2 separate regions of the Solanum lycopersicum genome follow, and region 2 is linked to region 1. Evidence: chromatin contacts called from public HiChIP or PLAC-seq data. All regions are on one chromosome and are shown on one strand. Each heading gives the region's core, a stretch centred on a gene start, on an enhancer-like site or on the middle of the called end of the contact. The rest is flanking DNA. Distances are from core to core; before and after follow the strand shown. Region 1 holds the start of LOC101248996 (probable WRKY transcription factor 75). Region 2 holds the start of LOC101249566 (25S rRNA (cytosine-C(5))-methyltransferase NSUN5).

Region 1 (4,500 bases), core at 1,650-4,149:
CCATCTGATTTTGTGGAGTGCAAATCATGCGAGGATGAATTCATTTAGAAAAAATACAATAGAGAAAGAGAAAAAAAAAAGGGGGGGAGGAGCACAGATGCATGTGCGGAGAAAACAAAAGGACAAGAGGAACGCAAGAAGGTAACAAGTACCAGTGTAGAGAAGCAAAGAACACAAATTTTCTTTTTTAAAAACGATGGCTCTTGATAGCATGCTAGAAAGACATAAGATATTTTGAATTAGTTTTCTCCCTTCTTTCAATGATACAGTAGAAAGAAAATATTTATAGTTGTAGGATTAGAGTTCTATTCTACGAAAGAGTATATATGATTATAAATGTCTATTCTGTGAATAATCCTATTCTAAGAAAGAATATATTTCTGATTACTATACTATTATAGTTTTTCCTAACATATCAAACATTAATTGAACTCATTATCAAGTTAAGTTTTTATCAAAACCCTAAATATATGTAAATGGAAACATATATGGGGAAAATGAAATGGCACAAGTTTATTGGGAGATATACTTTGTGTTTATTTTACACCTAAAATTCCATGCAGAAAAGGGTCTGAATCCTCTTCAAGGGGACATGAAGAAAAGAAAGGTCTTCCAAATTACTACTCCCATGTCCAAGATTTTGATGTCAATTTTATGGACTCTTTGACCAACCCTTACTCTTTCTCTAATCAATACTAGTAGTAATTAACCAAGAAAAACAAAAGACTTGGTAAAAGTCTTCAAAATTACTAAGTGAACATGGTTGTCCATTTTCATAGACTAATTTAATTTCATTCCTATACCTAACCCATTAAACACTTAATGAACTACCATATAGTAGGTCGTTATTTCATTTAGAAGGGGTCATATATTTTTCCCAGCTTGAGCATGTACATCAAATTGACTTGGTGTTAAAGCAAAGATATATTCAAATGATGATTTTAAATTCACAACCAATTAACTTAAATTCAGGAATATCGTGCTCTTAGATAAATTAAGTGATGCTTATTAAACTAATAGGACTTGGTAACACTAGTCTTTTGGGTCACTATTAACCCTTGTTTATCTAATGATATAAAGTTTTTTCTTTTTGTTTTTTAAAGTATATATTGGTCAACAAATGCCACATCTAGAACATATATAATGTCAAGAATGTTATTTAGTAGCCAAATTTTGCCTAACTTTGGATTGTAAATACCATCATTACAGATTAGACTTGATGTATCTCAATATTTTTTTTACCTTTCCATTATAATCTTTTTAACTTATTTAGCCATCAGGATACTGATACACATCAACACTGATGTCATCTTTTAATATTTCAAACCTCATATATTTGCTATATATATTCAAGTCAACCAATACGTATCCAACAAATGTCTCCTAAGCATGTTAAGATACTCCCTGGAACTTGCCTAGATTTCTAGTGGGCTCCAGTTGATGTGCACTACACTTTGCTTGTTACACTTCTCACATTTAAAAAAAAAAAAAGAAATTATGTGTTTTGACTATTATATATGTTTTTATTAATTTTATATAATTGTTAAAATTAATGCATCTTTAATAAATATTCTTTCTTTAATTTCTCTGCATAAAAAGAGAGTTAATCTAAATAATTATGATGTAAAAATATGTGTATATATTTTTCACTTAGTTTTTTTTATATATGCTAATTAATCAATATTTATTACTATTATTTTTAATAAAAATGACGAGCAAAGTGGTTCGAATAGAAAACTAAGTAAATTAAAAGGACAGTATGGAAACTTGCACGATAAAATGCAACAAGTTTATTAGTTATAGAATAAGGAATTTTATCTGAATTGAGGATCCGAACGAATTCTGCTTTCATATCTCTCGTATGGAGCACTGAGTTACTTACGTTACGGTCTTCAGCAGGCAGGCTGGTTCACTGGTAGAGTGTTTCACCTTAACCAAAAGTTTTGGGTTTGAGATCTGTAGAGCACGCCACCCTTGGGTGGAGAAAAAAGAATTAAGGAATTTTATATTATTAATTATGCTATAATCACCTATGGTAGGTCATTATTTTATTTATTTAAGTTAAAATATTAATTGTTATAAATAGTTACATGTTACGAGGAGGTATGAGAGGTTGATAATGGTCAATTTGAGGAGATCTAGATACAAAAGTAGGCTGAAAAAGTCTTGGGAAGAAGTTATTAGACATGATATGATGCACTACAACTTATCGAGGAGAGGACAATAGATACGAGGATTCGAAAATCAAGGATTATAGTAAATAGTCAAACATTGTCTAGTTTTCCTGTTGGTATTATGATGATAAGTACTCGTCACCTATCTTCTTCTTAAGATTTTATTCTTACCTCTTGTTCCGTTGGTTTAAGTTATCGTAGTGCTTATTGTTGATACTTATTTTTCTCTTTTTCAAAGTGGAGTATTCTTATTGCTTTGATATTTTTTATTTGAGTCGAAAATCTTTCGAAAACAATCTTTCTGTCTTCACAACTTAGAGATAAAGTTTGTGTACACATCACCTTATTTAGACCTCATTTATGAGATTACACTAGATAAGTTATTGTATATTTAAAACCCTACTTAAATTGCTAAAGCTGTTTAAATTGAAACAATCTTACAAATCCTTAAATGCAGATAAAGATGTAAAGTGAAAAGTGGGTATCAAATAGAGAAAAAAAAAGGTCATGAGACCAATCATTGTCACATATTGACTTGTAAAGTATTCCCCTCACCGTTGCTAAGGGGTTAATTTGTCTAAACACGAGAGATTGATATTATGTGAATTGAAGTTTACAAACACACTAAGCAACATTGAAAAGTCTATGCACAAAGTCTTCTTTCCCATGTCCCACTCTACTTGTTAGCATTACAACTATATAAGCATAAATTTTGGAGTGACTAAATAAGCAAATAAAGCTAAAAGGGCCCTCAACAATGACATTCACTTAGCCACCAATCTTATAACCGTTGTCTATGAACCTTCTTCGTACCTCGTAGGAACCTCACTAGGAAATTTAATTGCTTCGTAATATAATAAATGTACGAACGCGATGGGAGGGAATTTCAGTTCATCATCATCCATGGATGCAAATAATTCTAGTGCAAACATGTTCGATGGAAGTTTTACACCACTACTAAACTCACCTGATAGTGATGATCATTTCTCAAACAACTTGATTAACTTTGAGCTTTCTGATATTTTCGAGATAGATAATTGGCCTGTTCAACAACCTGATCCAACTCTTGTACCTCACTACTCAAATTATGCAGCAAATCAAGTGGTTAACACTAGGAGTAGTACTACTTATCATGAGGAACCTAGCAACAGTAAGCATTTCATCAACACTACTTTTTAGCATTATCTTATTCGTATGTAAGCAAACATGCATACATAAGGATATAGTTTTTCAAATTAACACGATTATGTTTCGTGCTAAATGTTATTTGGTTTTGCAAAAAAAATAGACGTTGGCAGCAGCAGCGAGAGGAGGGAAGTGAAGGACAAGGTTGCTTTCAGAACGTTGTCCCAAATTGAAATACTAGACGATGGATACAAGTGGAGGAAGTATGGAAAGAAGATGGTGAAAAATAGTCCAAATCCGAGGTAACGAGACTTTTGCTTATTGTTATAACATTACTAAAAAATCACTATTTTTCCACTCTGAGGTTATTTCTACACAGATATTTTGATTGAAGCAGTGTGAAAAGAAAAAACATACGCAGTGAATATATCATGTGGAAAAAGTAGTAATTTTCACACTATCTCCAACCATGCATTTTTCCTAGTGAGCTAGTTCGGTGGGAAAATCATGTTTTATAACACAGATTCGCAGTGGATTAGTGTAATGTTTAGATTGTTGGAATAAGCTATGTGAATCAAATAAGCCTATATGTACAGTAACTGTTTGGTTAAACAAGCTATACCTGAAAATCTTGTTGCATCTATCTTACTATGTATGTATGTATTTTTATAAGATACTATAACAAAACAACACCAAAAGTTACGATGAATTTTGACTGTCCTTGTCCATGCCGTTTCAGTTAAGTAAACAGGTCATTCAGTTACTTCATATTCTTTGCACTCGATCTCAGTCAAGCAACCTAGATATATATGTATATATATATATATTCTAGGAAATTTACCACAAACATAACTTCACCAAAGAAGGGCCCATCTGCCAAACCAGAGGGCCACATTAATTGTTAACTACTTAATTCCCAAAAAAGAAGTGCTAATTCCACTTAAAAACGAATTAATGTCGCATCAAAAGAAGATGAGGTGTAAATCTGAATTTGACAAATCATGAAAACCTTTCAAAAGAAAAGTTGTGAGCTATTTTGTACTATAGCAGCTTATGGAAAGTCGTATGACTACTACTTAACTCAGACGACATGTTTTGTGTATCAACTTACAGGAATTACTATAGGTGCTCAGTGGAAGGTTGTCCGGTCAAGAAGAGAGTTGAACGAGACAAGGAGGATTCTCGGTATGTGATAACCACC
Region 2 (4,303 bases), core at 87-2,586, 240 kb after region 1:
ATGTTTGAATGAAAATAAGAGAAGGATGTAGCATGTAATTCCTCCTCCCCCTTTAGACGATTCCCCAAATTATATCATATAGAGAGAAAGTTTAGAGTCATATAAATATTTAAAATTCAAAATAAAGAAGAGCCAAAGTTAAATATTAAATTATTATTTTTTACCAAAAATAACCAAGTAAGAAATATGTCAATTATAATTAAGGTAAAGAAATCAATTACTCATAATACACCTGGTAAAATAAGCAAGAAAAGAATAAATTAATATAAACACGAATTGATACAATCCAGAACGAACAAACAAAGTTATTTTTTAAGAAAATCTACCCAAAGCAATATTCTTCTCACCTGCAATAGTTTATCATCTAAAAGAAATTTAAAAATATATAAAAATCTAGTGGCAAGATGGAAACAATGTTTACCACTAAGAGAGAAAATCGACTAAAATCAGCAAATTGATTTACAGATTATTGGGGTTTGAAAGAAACGAGCATCAATCCGATTTACCAATTCCTACAAAAGTTATCCAGTACAACGCCAATTAAGGGGAATTAAAAAATAATGAAGGGTTTACCAAATTATTGAATAATCACAAATATAGGATAATTGGATGCAAATTAAACTGTAGTCTGGATGCCAACTACCATATGAAAATTAATTTATCAACTATGACAATTCACCAACTACCATATGAAAATTAATTTATCAACAATGACAATTCATCTTGTATGATTAACATGTAGAAAGGATTAGCAAATACAATTCATCACAAAGGAGGAGTATATAACAATGAAAGCAGAAAATTATAAAAGCCTTAACAAACGAGTTGTGGCATTTCAATATCAAAGAATCATACTATGCTCAGAATTAGAATCTGAGCCTAAAAATTAATTGAAAACTTACCTGGTGATATCCATCTGTTTAACAAAACTCGAAATTTTCAAAAGCTCCACCGGAATGGCCGGAGCTGCTGTTTTCTGCCGGCGTCACTGACCTCACGCAACTTTTCCTTCGCTGGAGCCGCAGCTGCGCCTCGTTGCACGCCGGAGTCGTCTCTGCTGCTTGTCGTCGCCGCTGCTGCTACTGGTCGCTGCTGCCTGGCGGTCCTGCAAAAAGAGAGGAGAAAAGAAGGGGGAAAAGAGGAGAGAAAGAGGAAGAAGGGAGGCGGAGGCGCCTGGTGTTGTTGTCACCGTAGCTGCTGCTCGCCGGTGATCCGTTCGGAGAAAGGGGGAGAAGAGGAAAATGGGGCGAGGGAAGAAGAGACAGAGGAAGAAGGGAGAAGCTTGGAATTAGGTTTTAGTCTTCTTTTTAGAACTAAATTGACTAGAATTTTATGGACGGTTAGGATTAGATGTAGGATTTAATTTAAAAGATCGACGGTTGCGATTAAAAGATGAGATTTAAATTAGATTGAATTGGATTTGGATGGCCAAAATTGTAATAAAATTGGCTAGAATTAAAAGGAAAGAAATGGTTACTATTGAAATACAATTGAAATTGGATAGGCTAGAATTGAAACAACTTAGAATAGAATAGGCTAGAATTTAAATAATTTTGAGGAAAAATAAGAAATTGCTATCCAATTAAAATACTACCAATATAATCATATATTTTATAAAATTTAAATCACTTAAATATCATAACATTTGGATAAAATAATTATCTCAAAATTTATTAAGAATGTTTAAAATATTTTAATGATATTTACAATAATTTTATAAAGTAAACATACTAAAATATATAATTTTTATGCAAAATTGACTTAAAATAAAATATGTATTAATCGAATAGCATTTCCAAAAATAGTTAAAATTCGATCAAAATTAAATATCAACAGTAAAATTAATAGAAGTGGAGAACCACATAAAGTGGAAATTAAGAAGTTTGGGGGCAAATCCATCTACCTTGCTTTTATTCTATATTTGTTGCTCCTCGGTTGTTTTACAACCTAACAGTCCACCAGAATAACAAATTAATGATCTTTCCAATCACAATGAAATCATAATTGACGAACTAGTGGTTTATGTACCACAAAAGTAGCATAAAGAAAATGAGACCTGCTATTTCTGATGACTATTTGGTATATCTACACGAGTTAGAAATTGACTTAGGAATTGATAATAATCTAGTTTCATTTTCACAACCTATTGAATTAATAATTTTGATAAATGATAAATTCTTATGAAAGATGAGTTGAAATCTATGGAACAAAGTAAGTTTGAAACCTTGTTGAGTTACCTTACGACTTCAAAAGAATTGGATATACATGGGTCTTTAAGACCAAACACGACTTAATTGGCAACATTCAACGTCACAAAGCCAAACTCGTTATAAAAGGTTTCACTCACGAATATGACATTGAATATAAAAGAGACATGTTCACCTATCTTTAATAAAGATCCACTTAAAATTATAATGATTGTAGAAGTTCATTATGACTTAGAGCTACATCAAATGGATGTGGAAATCTCATATTTAGAGGATGGAGTTTATGCGGATCAACCAAAAGGGTTTTCCATCAATGGTAAGAAACACGTGTTATGTAAACTTCACAAGTCAATATACAAAAAAAAATTGTTGAGAAAAGTAACAATTAATCTATATTTATCCATAGGTATACATACTACCTCAAAAGAGTAGTTCCCCTCCAAAAGTGTTGTAATTACATAAGATCCTACAACTATCAAGTTATAACCAGTTCATAGTTGTGCAAATTACTTCTATAGTTGTGTTTTGATTACTTCTAAGCTATATAAGACTTCTTGTTTACATCAAAAGTAATACAGAGCTAAACAATTAAGCTGAAATGTTTGTATGTTGCTCTTTTTTCCTTCCACTACATCATTTTCGGCTGTAGTAGCCTAAACTAGCATAAAGTGTGGCCTTTGATAAAAGACTACACTTTTGGACATTCAGCAACACTTTTTAGGGGCTGCCCAAAAGAAGCGTAACCTTTGACATTAGGCAACACTTTTTAAATGTTGTCACCTTTGGCAACACTTATAAAGCGTAGCCAAATAGGTATAAGGGCACGCTTTGAACTATAAATGGTACAAGTCGCAAGTAAGATCAGCGTGGATCAACCTTCAAACTATAAAAAAGATATCCAATCAGTACTAGGTAAGTAACATAGCATGAATCATCTAATTAGAGCTTTTGAATTCACTATTCAGCAAGAAAATCGTGAGGAGTAGAAGTGTAAAGAACAACCCCAAATTTCTCATTTTTAAATAGGTCCTTGGCTGGAAGAGTTTAAAACATGCGAAGGAACAGAAGTATAAGCTTTATGTATGTATGACAAAATTCATATTAAAGAGGACAGAACAACAGGAGATAGCAGAATATGCAGTCTTAAAAGATGATTTTTAGTTCACTTTTTTGGACAAAGTAGACTTAGCTAGTGAAACTCAAATTTGGAGAGTCCGATTTCTAGTTCACTTATCAGAATATGCAATGGTGTAATAACATATTTGGAGAGTCCGATAAACATAGTTAAAAAGTGAGAAGGTTCTCTATGATTAGGAATGTAAAGAAGAGAACAACATTATTTTCTGATGTTGATTCTTATATGTTAAAACTATTTTTTTATTTAGTTTCATCACGAAGATGAATAGACTATAGTCTTATAGATATGGTCACAAGTTTCAAACTTGAAAGCGTACAAATTACAACATGTTTATTCTTCAAAAATTACAAAAGAATAAATGTATATTAAGCTCTTCAGTAGGCTTATTCCTGTTCACTACTAACTGGAATATCCACAGTTTGACATAGACTAAAAGGAAAGGCATCAAACAACTGAAGTCACAGAGAAAACATGTTGGTGGATAGCACCATAGGTCTCTTCCCCCTGAAGCTCAAAAGAAACACCACTTTGTGGAGCATGACAGAACCATTGAAGTCGATAGGAAGGAGAAACATAAAGTCAGTGAGGAAAAAAACACTTGACCATAGACTGTCTTTACAATTCTATTTACTACTATTTTATATGGAAGAACTTGACATGTAATGAAATTGGAAAGTTACAAGCTATTTTCTCATCTGTTGCATCTAACTCATCAAATAGGTCAGACTTTAGCATCATACAAGACTTTCTCTCCATTTTGTTTGCACTAACTTCTCCTAATTATTCTAAAACTTAGATGAAGCAAGCCTCACTTTCAACAATATCCAAAACTCAACAAGTTGTCCATACCACAAAAACAAATCTTCTACTTTTATTCTGTTATTGCTAGTAACAGTTAGCAGAAAAGACTGTCACAAGTTACTGCTCCCTCTCCACCCGTTCTAGACTTGAAAAATAT

The links. HiChIP or PLAC-seq counts read pairs in DNA pulled down with a chosen protein or histone mark.
Region 2: an RNA polymerase II HiChIP or PLAC-seq map of leaf shows a contact between it and region 1, with 5 times the contacts expected there. The contact joins the promoter of LOC101249566 here to the promoter of LOC101248996 in region 1. A contact is called at or near these places in 3 of 8 Hi-C or Micro-C datasets (all in leaf) and 1 of 1 datasets of contacts at active chromatin or transcription factors (leaf).

The regions. Positions count from the first base shown.
Region 1 is chr8:52,569,322-52,573,821 of SLM_r2.1, forward strand. LOC101248996 (probable WRKY transcription factor 75) reads left to right here and starts at 2,900. Exons shown (of 3, transcript XM_004245017.5): 1 at 2,900-3,324; 2 at 3,463-3,601; 3 at 4,413-4,500. The coding sequence starts at 3,048.
Region 2 is chr8:52,813,303-52,817,605 of SLM_r2.1, forward strand. LOC101249566 (25S rRNA (cytosine-C(5))-methyltransferase NSUN5) reads right to left here and starts at 1,337. Exons shown (of 14, transcript XM_004245019.5): 1 at 903-1,337. The coding sequence starts at 916.